3 separate regions of the Mus musculus genome follow, and all the other regions are linked to region 1. The links are chromatin contacts, called in public Hi-C and promoter capture Hi-C maps. All regions are on one chromosome and are shown on one strand. Each heading gives the region's core, a stretch centred on a gene start, on an enhancer-like site or on the middle of the called end of the contact. The rest is flanking DNA. Distances are from core to core; before and after follow the strand shown.

Region 1 (2,825 bases), core at 86-2,585:
AACACAGCAAACTCCAGGTCTGTTTATCCTCAGAGCCACGGCTTTGTAACAAGCCCGCAGACAGGTATCTCCAGGTCCTGTGCACACACATACACACACACATGCACACGCACACACACCACACACTTGATTTTACCCTGAACTCCCGCTCTGCTCAGCTGCCGCTCCAGGTGGTCTGGTGCTAAACTCTGGATGCTCTCAGCTTTCACCCTGAGGCCAAAGACTGCCTTCATCCCATCCCAACACACAGTGGAACTTGAGGCGAAGAAGGCAGTTAGCTACCCCATTTGGGAAGCTGGAACCCCAAAGATCTGTACCGAGCTCTTGAGATTCGTTTCAATCCCTAACTCTCCCATTTTTCTTCACCCTTTTCTCTCCCCAAATTTTCTTCCTAAATTGATTTTCATATAACATTGGGGGTTTTGTCTCTCCTCCCTCAGTTCTATAGCTAAGAAGTTAAAGAAATGTACAAAACCAAAATTATTTCAATTCGCTATTTTTAACGCAAAAGAAGACTTCTCCACAGTAGCATCAAAGGCAAAAACGCATTGCCAAATGGGCACATGTTTTTTTTTTTTTTTTAATTTACCGGAAAGGGCAAATAAACAAAATTAACTGAATTTAGAGAAAATGTACCAGTGAATAACAACTTCAGTCAGCAAAGTCTCCAAGTCTCCCTGGTTGAACCTGCCCCGTTTTGGCTCCGGTATCCGGCTTTCTATTGAGACCTTGTTTTGCCCACATTTCTGTAAACTAGATAGAGAACAACCCATATCTTCTAAGTCCAAAGTAACGTCGTAGGCTGATCTTCCAGGCAACTTCTGTTCCTTCCCTTCATTTTAAGTGTAAGATTTGGTTAAAAGAAATAGAATGAGGGGAGTGGCACAGAAGAAAGTTTTTAAAGAACAAAACAACAACAAAAACAAGAAGTCCAGTGCATCCGCGGTGAGTGTGTCAATCAAAGGGTTTTGTGCCTGGGGGCTCCTTGTGGTTCCAAGCAGAGGTGTCCCAGGGCGGCCCCACAATGAATATGAATAGGAATCCTTGCTAACTGGGACAGCAAAGCGCACCGCCCTGAATGATGATGGCACGTCATCTTAACCAGCCCAGGATAGATAGGAGGGCTCCTTTTGTCTCTTTTCTCCACTGCAGCGCTATAAAAGCCCCTCTTTTACTGCAAGAGGTTAGTTCAGGCACACACCAATGTGCAGTGCAGGAAACAGCTAAACCAGAGATAGCGAAGCAAGCCAGGAGAGAGAGAGAGGCGGGGCAAGGCAGGGCCTTGACTTTTCTTCTCTGGTTTTACAACTGGGGAAGTGGGTTCCTGGACCTTGCTTTTTTTTTTTTTTTTTTTTTAATTCAAGATTCTCTTTAATTTCCTGCCTAAAGGCTCCTCAACCATAAGGCCGCATCTCTTGTAATAAAATGAATTCTGATTCGAGCTCTGTCTCCAGCAGAGCGTCATCTCCGGACATGGATGAGATGTACCTAAGAGACCACCACCACCGCCACCACCACCACCATCAGGAGAGTCGTCTGAACTCGGTCTCCTCCACACAGGGCGATATGGTCCAGAAGATGCCAGGGGAAAGCCTCTCGAGGGCAGGCGCCAAGGCTGCAGGAGAAAGCAGCAAGTACAAAATCAAGAAGCAGCTGTCGGAGCAGGATCTTCAGCAGTTGCGGCTGAAGATCAACGGACGCGAACGCAAGAGGATGCACGACCTGAACCTCGCCATGGATGGTCTGCGCGAGGTCATGCCCTACGCTCACGGGCCCTCGGTGCGCAAGCTCTCCAAGATCGCCACTCTGCTTCTGGCCAGAAACTACATCCTCATGCTCACCAGCTCCCTGGAGGAGATGAAGAGGTTGGTTGGAGAGATCTACGGGGGACACCACTCGGCCTTCCACTGTGGGACTGTGGGGCATTCGGCCGGCCACCCGGCACACGCAGCCAACGCTGTGCACCCGGTGCACCCTATCCTGGGCGGCGCGCTCTCCTCTGGCAATGCCTCGTCCCCTCTGTCCGCGACCTCCCTGCCGACCATTGGCACCATCCGTCCTCCCCACTCACTGCTCAAGGCGCCCTCCACGCCGCCCGCGCTACAATTGGGCAGCGGCTTCCAGCACTGGGCGGGGCTGCCCTGTCCCTGCACCATCTGCCAGATGCCACCACCGCCGCACCTGTCCGCTCTCTCCACCGCCAACATGGCCCGGCTTTCGGCTGAATCCAAGGACTTGCTCAAGTGAGCCACGGGCTGGCCCGGCCGGGAGGAGGAAGGGAGAGCTGAGGCAGGGGTCGCAGTGCCGGGCCAGGAGGGAAAGGGAGACTGCTCGGCCTGCGGGAGGGTGGGCGCGCGGCCCCAGGCCTCGCCAGCGCCCTACAGATCCAGATTCCAGTTGACCCACCCCAGCGGGGCGTGCCAAAACCAAACTGGAATACCTAGGTGTTAGCGAAGGGGACTGGAACCCGAAGTCCTGTTTTGCATGCATGCTTCTTTCCCTCATGCCACGCCAGTATTTCTCACTGTGGTATGCTCTTGTCAAAACTGCATTTGTTGTTTAACGATGGGATCAGTGGAGTTTAAAACTTGCAAAGGAACTTTGGAGTTGGCTCTTTCTGGCTGTGTTCTTATCTTGGAGGAAAGATGGCTATCCCTTTTGTGCAAAGCAAATGTAAATATTTCATCGAGCTAGATACACTTATGATTGTCTCTGCCCTTATAGATTTTTCAGAGACAATGGAGAGAGAGAGAGAGAGAGAGAGAGAGAGAGAGAGAGAGAGCTTGTTTCAGAATCCAAGTTTTGATTCTCAGCCCAGGGCATGA
Region 2 (2,824 bases), core at 230-2,729, 210 kb after region 1:
GCATGCCAAAAGTATGTCCGAACTGAGCCAAATGCACAGACACTGAGAGGCCACATCTTCTAAGTCCAGACTCTACTTTAGAGAACCTGACCTACGTTTGAACTCAGGTAAACTAAGACTCGTACCTAACATTAGTTTCCAAGTTGTCCCCCCAACAAAACTGGAGCCTAGCTCCCGTCTCTAGACGAATCTCCAACAAGACCAGTATCTCCATGTTATTCCCCCAACAAACCTGCACCCCCAAGTTACAAGCTCACCCCCTGCCTAACAACCACCAATGCAGAGGGGAGCAGAAATTAAGCTTTGATATGACTCCCAGCACCAGCCAATTATGTTAAAGTCAATTATGTTAACTTCCCAATTAGAAGCACGCATATCCATCCCTGCTTGCTGGTTACTATAAAGCCTTTCCCCAATAGATATTTGGGGGCTCCTCTACACCAAAACCGTCCTGTGTGACAGTGGTGGGTTGGAGAGACCTGAGCTAGCTCAAATAGCATAAAGACCCTCTTGTGGGTTGCATTAGATTGGCACCTGTCTGGTTTTGGGGGGTAGTCACTATACTTCCTGGCACTACAACACAGGTGACAGATGGGAACTAACATGTAAGATATAGAGGAAAGTCTAGGAAGGCTTTATTTTTGGTTTGGGACCTTAGCACTTGGAATAGTGGAACCACAGAAAATGTGAGCGTGGGACCCAGAGACCAAGAGTCTGTGGAGCCGTTAACGTTGAGTAAGTGGATATGCCAGTCTGAGGATGGGTTCAGGCTAGAGAAATACAGTTAGAGATGAGGACATGCAAGGGAAGCAGAAGGGAAACCAAAGGAAGTGGTAAGAAGCAGAAAGAAAATTACAAGTGGTAGCCTGGGGTTAAGAAAAGAGGTGTTCTGTTTGTGCCAAGTGACCATGTGTGTCAAATGCCAACACTTCCAAGGAGGAGTCAAATACAGCTGGAAAATTGCCTGGCCACTGACTTTAGTAAGATGGGGATTTTTCAAAACGCCTTTCTGTGGCACTGGAGATGTGGCTCCGTGGTTACGACCAGGATGACCAGGGTTCAAGTCCCAGAACCTAGATGGTTCCTCAGAGCCACCTCCAACTCCCTTTGCAAGGGAGTCCATTGCCTTCTTCTGACCTCCACAGGCACTGCATGCATACAGTACACAGACATATGTGCCAACAAAATGTTCATATGAGTAAAGTAATGAAATAAATCATTATAAATAAATAAATAAATAAATAAATAAATAAATAAATAAATAAAATAAAAATCCTTCACTGCGATATTGGGGTCCTTCTCATCAAAATATGAAATTTAACTGTGTCAAGACTTTGTAAACTTTCTCATTGATATTCAAATATTAACATAAATAACCTTTCATCTTTTAAATTTTTTTACCATCTCCATTCTTACTAACACTATAACCAAGTTCAGGCCTCTGTTTCCCTAGGGCTGGGTTATTGAGTAAGCTCGAAGATTCCCTTGTTTGTTCCTACCAACAACCCATCCTGATTAGTCATTCTGGAACAAAGATTTTTTTTAAGAGGTCCCAGATTCTCTGGCTTTCCTCCCAGCATGCTGAGAATTTTCTCTTAGCCATTTCCTCACTGTTAATTTTTGTGAAAGGAAAAGTCCCCAACACAAGATGATGTGTTTGAACAATTGGTCTCCAGCTGGTAAAGCCATTTGCAGAGGTTGTAGAACATTTTGGACCCAGACTGCAGCCAGCAGACTGGGTCACAGGACAGGGCCATCTCTCTGCTTCCTGACTGCAGCAGCAATATAGTCAGTGCCTTCTGCCCCCACAGAGACAGCTGCAGGCTGCTCACTCTTTCATGAATTCCCTGCAGGTGTGGATTGTATTTCCTCACCCATGAGGCAAATTAGATCATTCTTCCATCAAGTTTCTGTCAGGTACACTCTCATAGCCACAAGAAATGCCACTAATAGATCTACCTTGCACACCCATGTCCTTCTGACATGCTACATGTCCCTGTTTCTTTCCCAGGACTAACTATTCTCTTTAATTCCACAGAGAAGAGTCCTCTGGTACAACCACAGGAGAGAGTGAGTCAGGAGTCCCCCCCCCACCCCCCATTCTCATTTGGGCTCAATCTCTGTTAATTGAAAAGGAAATTCAAGATAGTGAAACACAATAGGGCTGACTAAGTAGATAGAAGAACTGATGTTTTCTAAGAAAATATAAGTTACTCAAATGGTTAGAGTTAAGTGAGTTTTTAAATCTGACATTACCAGATACTAGCAAGGGCACCCAGCTACTGGAACTCTCATTTGCTCTTGAAGGCTTGGGAAGCTGTGGAGCAGTTTCTTTTATAAACAACCATTTCACACAGAACCCAGTGATCTAACTCTTAAGTGTTTACTACAACAGGATTCAAACATACTTCCCCACCCAACCCGATACACAAATCAACTACAAATAAATGTCTATAATAGCAATAGCATTGTTCATAATCTCCGAAACTGGGAGCAATCCAAACAACCATGAAATGGTGAAGAGGTAACTAGAATTCTCCTCTTAAATAAAAAGAAGAACTGAGCCCAAGCATATAGGCAACATGTAGAATCTTAAAACAACATTCTGAGTAAAAGCAGCTGGGTATAAAAGGCCACAAAGTCCAATGGTTCCCTTTGCCTAGCACTTAGGAAAAGATTGACATACATAGACAGAACACACACACAAGAGCTTGCCAGGGGCTGGTGGAGGGTGGAGTCTAGGACTACAAAGGAAAATGAGGGAGCTCTCCAGCAGGATGGAAAGGACACTGCAATGATAGTCACGGTGACTCCATGACTAAAT
Region 3 (2,741 bases), core at 177-2,676, 240 kb after region 1:
AGCAAAGTACAGTAATTTATCCTTGTGCCATACAATGACCAGAAATGCCTTTCTTGAGGTGCATATCAGATGCACACCCAAACTCTTATTCCAAGTACTCACATCTGTAGCACCAAGGGTGAGACATTTGCTGTGTACCTTTTTCAGAAATGCAGAAAACTGAAGTCTAACCTGAATCATATGTACTGAATCTGAACCTGCACAAGGTCACCAAGATTTATCCTGACGTCAAAGTCTGAGAAATGCTGGGCTATTAGCATAATTAATTCGTTAATTAATCAAGACAAATAACAAGCCTTAGCTGGTAACTCCAAGTCTGCAGAATGTCTTCATAACATTTTGCTTGGAAGACTCAGAGAATGTCATGCCAGTATCTCTCTCTACGGTATAGAGCTTGCATTCTAGGAAGCAGAGAAAATCAAATCAATATGCATATTGTAGGAGGGGGTGCAAATGTGTTATTAAAAATAAAGTGGAGTAAAGAGAAGGGGAGAGTGGGTTGCATTCAAATTCCTTGCAGACATGGTGATAAAAGAGAGCTGAGGCGAGTGAGGCAGCACAAGAGTGTTGTCTATAGTAAGTGCAAGGTCACTAAAGTGAATTTAGGGGAATGAGAGAGATTTAAACTAACCGGTGCGGTCAGAGAGGCAAGAGGGACGATCTCTTGATGAAAGACTACTTAGTGATCCGCCCTTTGACATTTCATCATTAAAATGGGCATGTGCTTTTTGTGGTGGTAGTTTGTTTTTGCTAAGAATAAAGTGCTAGCCAAGCACATTGGATTTGCGTTGTGGGAGTCTGAACAAACTGTCTTGAAAACCAGAAGTTTAAGTTCCGCGGACAAAACTGGTGGGAACTGGAGAAGGATTTTTGTAACTTCTCTAACACCTCAGGCTCCAACACGCCTCATGCTGAGGGATGAGATAAGCATGGTGTCTGGTTGTGGACTGAGGCAAAAATCTCCAACCCCAGGTTACTACATAACCAGAATGAGGAACTGAGGAAGGTAGTGTCAGGCTGAAGAAGGTAAGGTTCCGGTCAGAGTTTCAAACGTATCCACAGTCCAGGTCCTGAATACAGAGAAGAGCCCACAGTTTCAAACCTCAGGCTAGTCCACCCCTTCTCCAACTTAGTGAAACTTCTCCGCCCACGCAGCGCACTGCCTGGCTCCCCAGTCCAGACCTCGCCTATAACCATGTCCTAGTCCACTTTAGACCCGCCAAGACACGCCTCCTTGTATAGACCCCGCCTCACATCCCACCTCTACTCCCAACCTCCAATCAACTCTAAGAGATTGCGTATTGGTCCCGCCTCTCTGGCTAGACCCCCGCCCTGAGTCCGCCCCTGAAGAGCTGCCTTTTAACCCTTTGCCCCGTGAGGCTCCGCCTCCCACTTAAGCCACGCCCCTCAGTCCCAGGCTGGTCTCTCAAGCTTTGGTTTTGGCCCCACCCAGCTCCCCGGCAGGCCGCTTGCGGACTTGGCGACTAGTCTGCGGCGGACGTGACGCCAAGGCCAGGCCACGGGCAGCGCGGGTCCCCTGTCAGAGGTGTCCCTCGCGCAGGAATGGGCCCGCAGGCGGCAGCTGGCAGGATGATTCTGCTGGTGGTCCTGATGCTGTCTGCGAAGGTCGGGAGTGGAGCTTTGACGAGCACTGAGGATCCTGAGCCTCCCTCGGGTAATCTCTCCGAGCCGCTGCGGGCTGGGGCGGGAGGCCAGGCCGGAGGCGCCGGGCTGGGAAGTCCCTGCGTTCCTGCTGCGCCGCCCTGGGCAAGGCAGCCCCAAGGGGCCCCGGGGGCTCCGCGGTTTACACGCCGCTTTCGCCTCTTCTTTGCCGACACAACACAAATCTGTGGTCTGTTTTACAGTTAGTTTCCACGGCAGCGTTTGGCATTGTGTGTATGACTTACAGACTTTATTTTCAATCTGTAGTCGGAATCCTCTGAAGGAAAAGGGGTGCCAACGGATACTAAGAGATTCTGATTTGTTTGTTAGTCTGGCGTTTAAGTGTTGAGATGCAAGGGTTCTTCTCGTAGCTTAAATCCTCAGAGCCTTTGATTTCAAATGATTATATATTCCCAGGACATATATGCTGGGAATAGTTCCTCTTTATGATTAGAGCTCTAGAGACAGCAATAAAACTTTTCATGCCCTTCCAGTCCCTAATCGTAAGTATCTGAGAAGTTCCCAATCTCCAGCTGCTGGAAGGCATGGGGAGACCTCTTTAACTCTCAGGCGAGTTCCAGCTCTGAACCCCTCCTATGGTTTCCAGGAGCTTCAGTTAGGCGTGCAGATTCCAATCCTGCCTTGACCTGATTTTCACAGTAGCTAGGATGTAACCACCTAGATGTCAGATGAAGGAAATGAGGTGCATGTTCAAACTGAAGTTCCACTGAGCTATAGAGAAAAATGAAATCATAATTGCAGAACAGTGGAATCAGAAAAAGTGTTAGTTGTGTTACACAGCCAGATTAAAAAAGACAATTACCATGTTTTCTTATGATAAATCAACCCCAGAGAAGTGTGTGTAGGAAATCATGAGAGGGGAGGAAGAGATCTTGAGGAAGAAGAGTTTAAAACAAGCAAAAGCAGGGTAATAAAACTCATGGGACATTAATGTAGAAGAGAGGACTCTTGGGGGAGGCAGGTGACCAGAAACAGAGAGCCAGGAGCAACTAAGGAATGAATCAGAAGCAATAATGGTATGTATGCAATATGTATGAAAATGTCTTATTAAAATCTTG

What was found. Promoter capture Hi-C pulls out the DNA fragments that hold promoters and counts their contacts. A called contact is a pair of places that touch in the nucleus more often than the background predicts.
Region 2: a contact with region 1 is called in a Hi-C map of double positive thymocytes, with 3 times the contacts expected there. The contact joins the enhancer-like site here to the promoter of Olig3 in region 1. A contact is called at or near these places in 1 of 39 promoter capture datasets (liver), 1 of 484 Hi-C or Micro-C datasets (double positive thymocytes) and 1 of 9 other capture datasets (pancreatic islet).
Region 3: a promoter capture Hi-C map of embryonic stem cells shows a contact between it and region 1, with 11 read pairs. The contact joins the promoter of Ifngr1 here to the promoter of Olig3 in region 1. A contact is called at or near these places in 5 of 39 promoter capture datasets (cranial neural crest, embryonic stem cells and stem cell-derived epiblast-like cells), 1 of 484 Hi-C or Micro-C datasets (embryonic stem cells), 1 of 115 datasets of contacts at active chromatin or transcription factors (double positive thymocytes) and 1 of 9 other capture datasets (pancreatic islet).

The regions. Positions count from the first base shown.
Region 1 is chr10:19,355,204-19,358,028 of GRCm38.p6, forward strand. Olig3 (oligodendrocyte transcription factor 3) reads left to right here and starts at 1,336. Exons shown (of 1, transcript NM_053008.3): 1 at 1,336-2,825. The coding sequence starts at 1,426. The coding sequence ends at 2,247.
Region 2 is chr10:19,561,997-19,564,820 of GRCm38.p6, forward strand. No RefSeq gene overlaps it. Among named protein-coding and RNA genes, the nearest start is that of Ifngr1, 29 kb to the right of the region's middle. Within about 2 kb of position 1,480, at least 43 of the 459 cell types and tissues checked have an H3K27ac peak or open chromatin away from gene starts, as enhancers often do. A contact at or near this core is called in double positive thymocytes, where this site is marked.
Region 3 is chr10:19,590,523-19,593,263 of GRCm38.p6, forward strand. Ifngr1 (interferon gamma receptor 1) reads left to right here and starts at 1,427. Exons shown (of 7, transcript NM_010511.3): 1 at 1,427-1,675. The coding sequence starts at 1,564.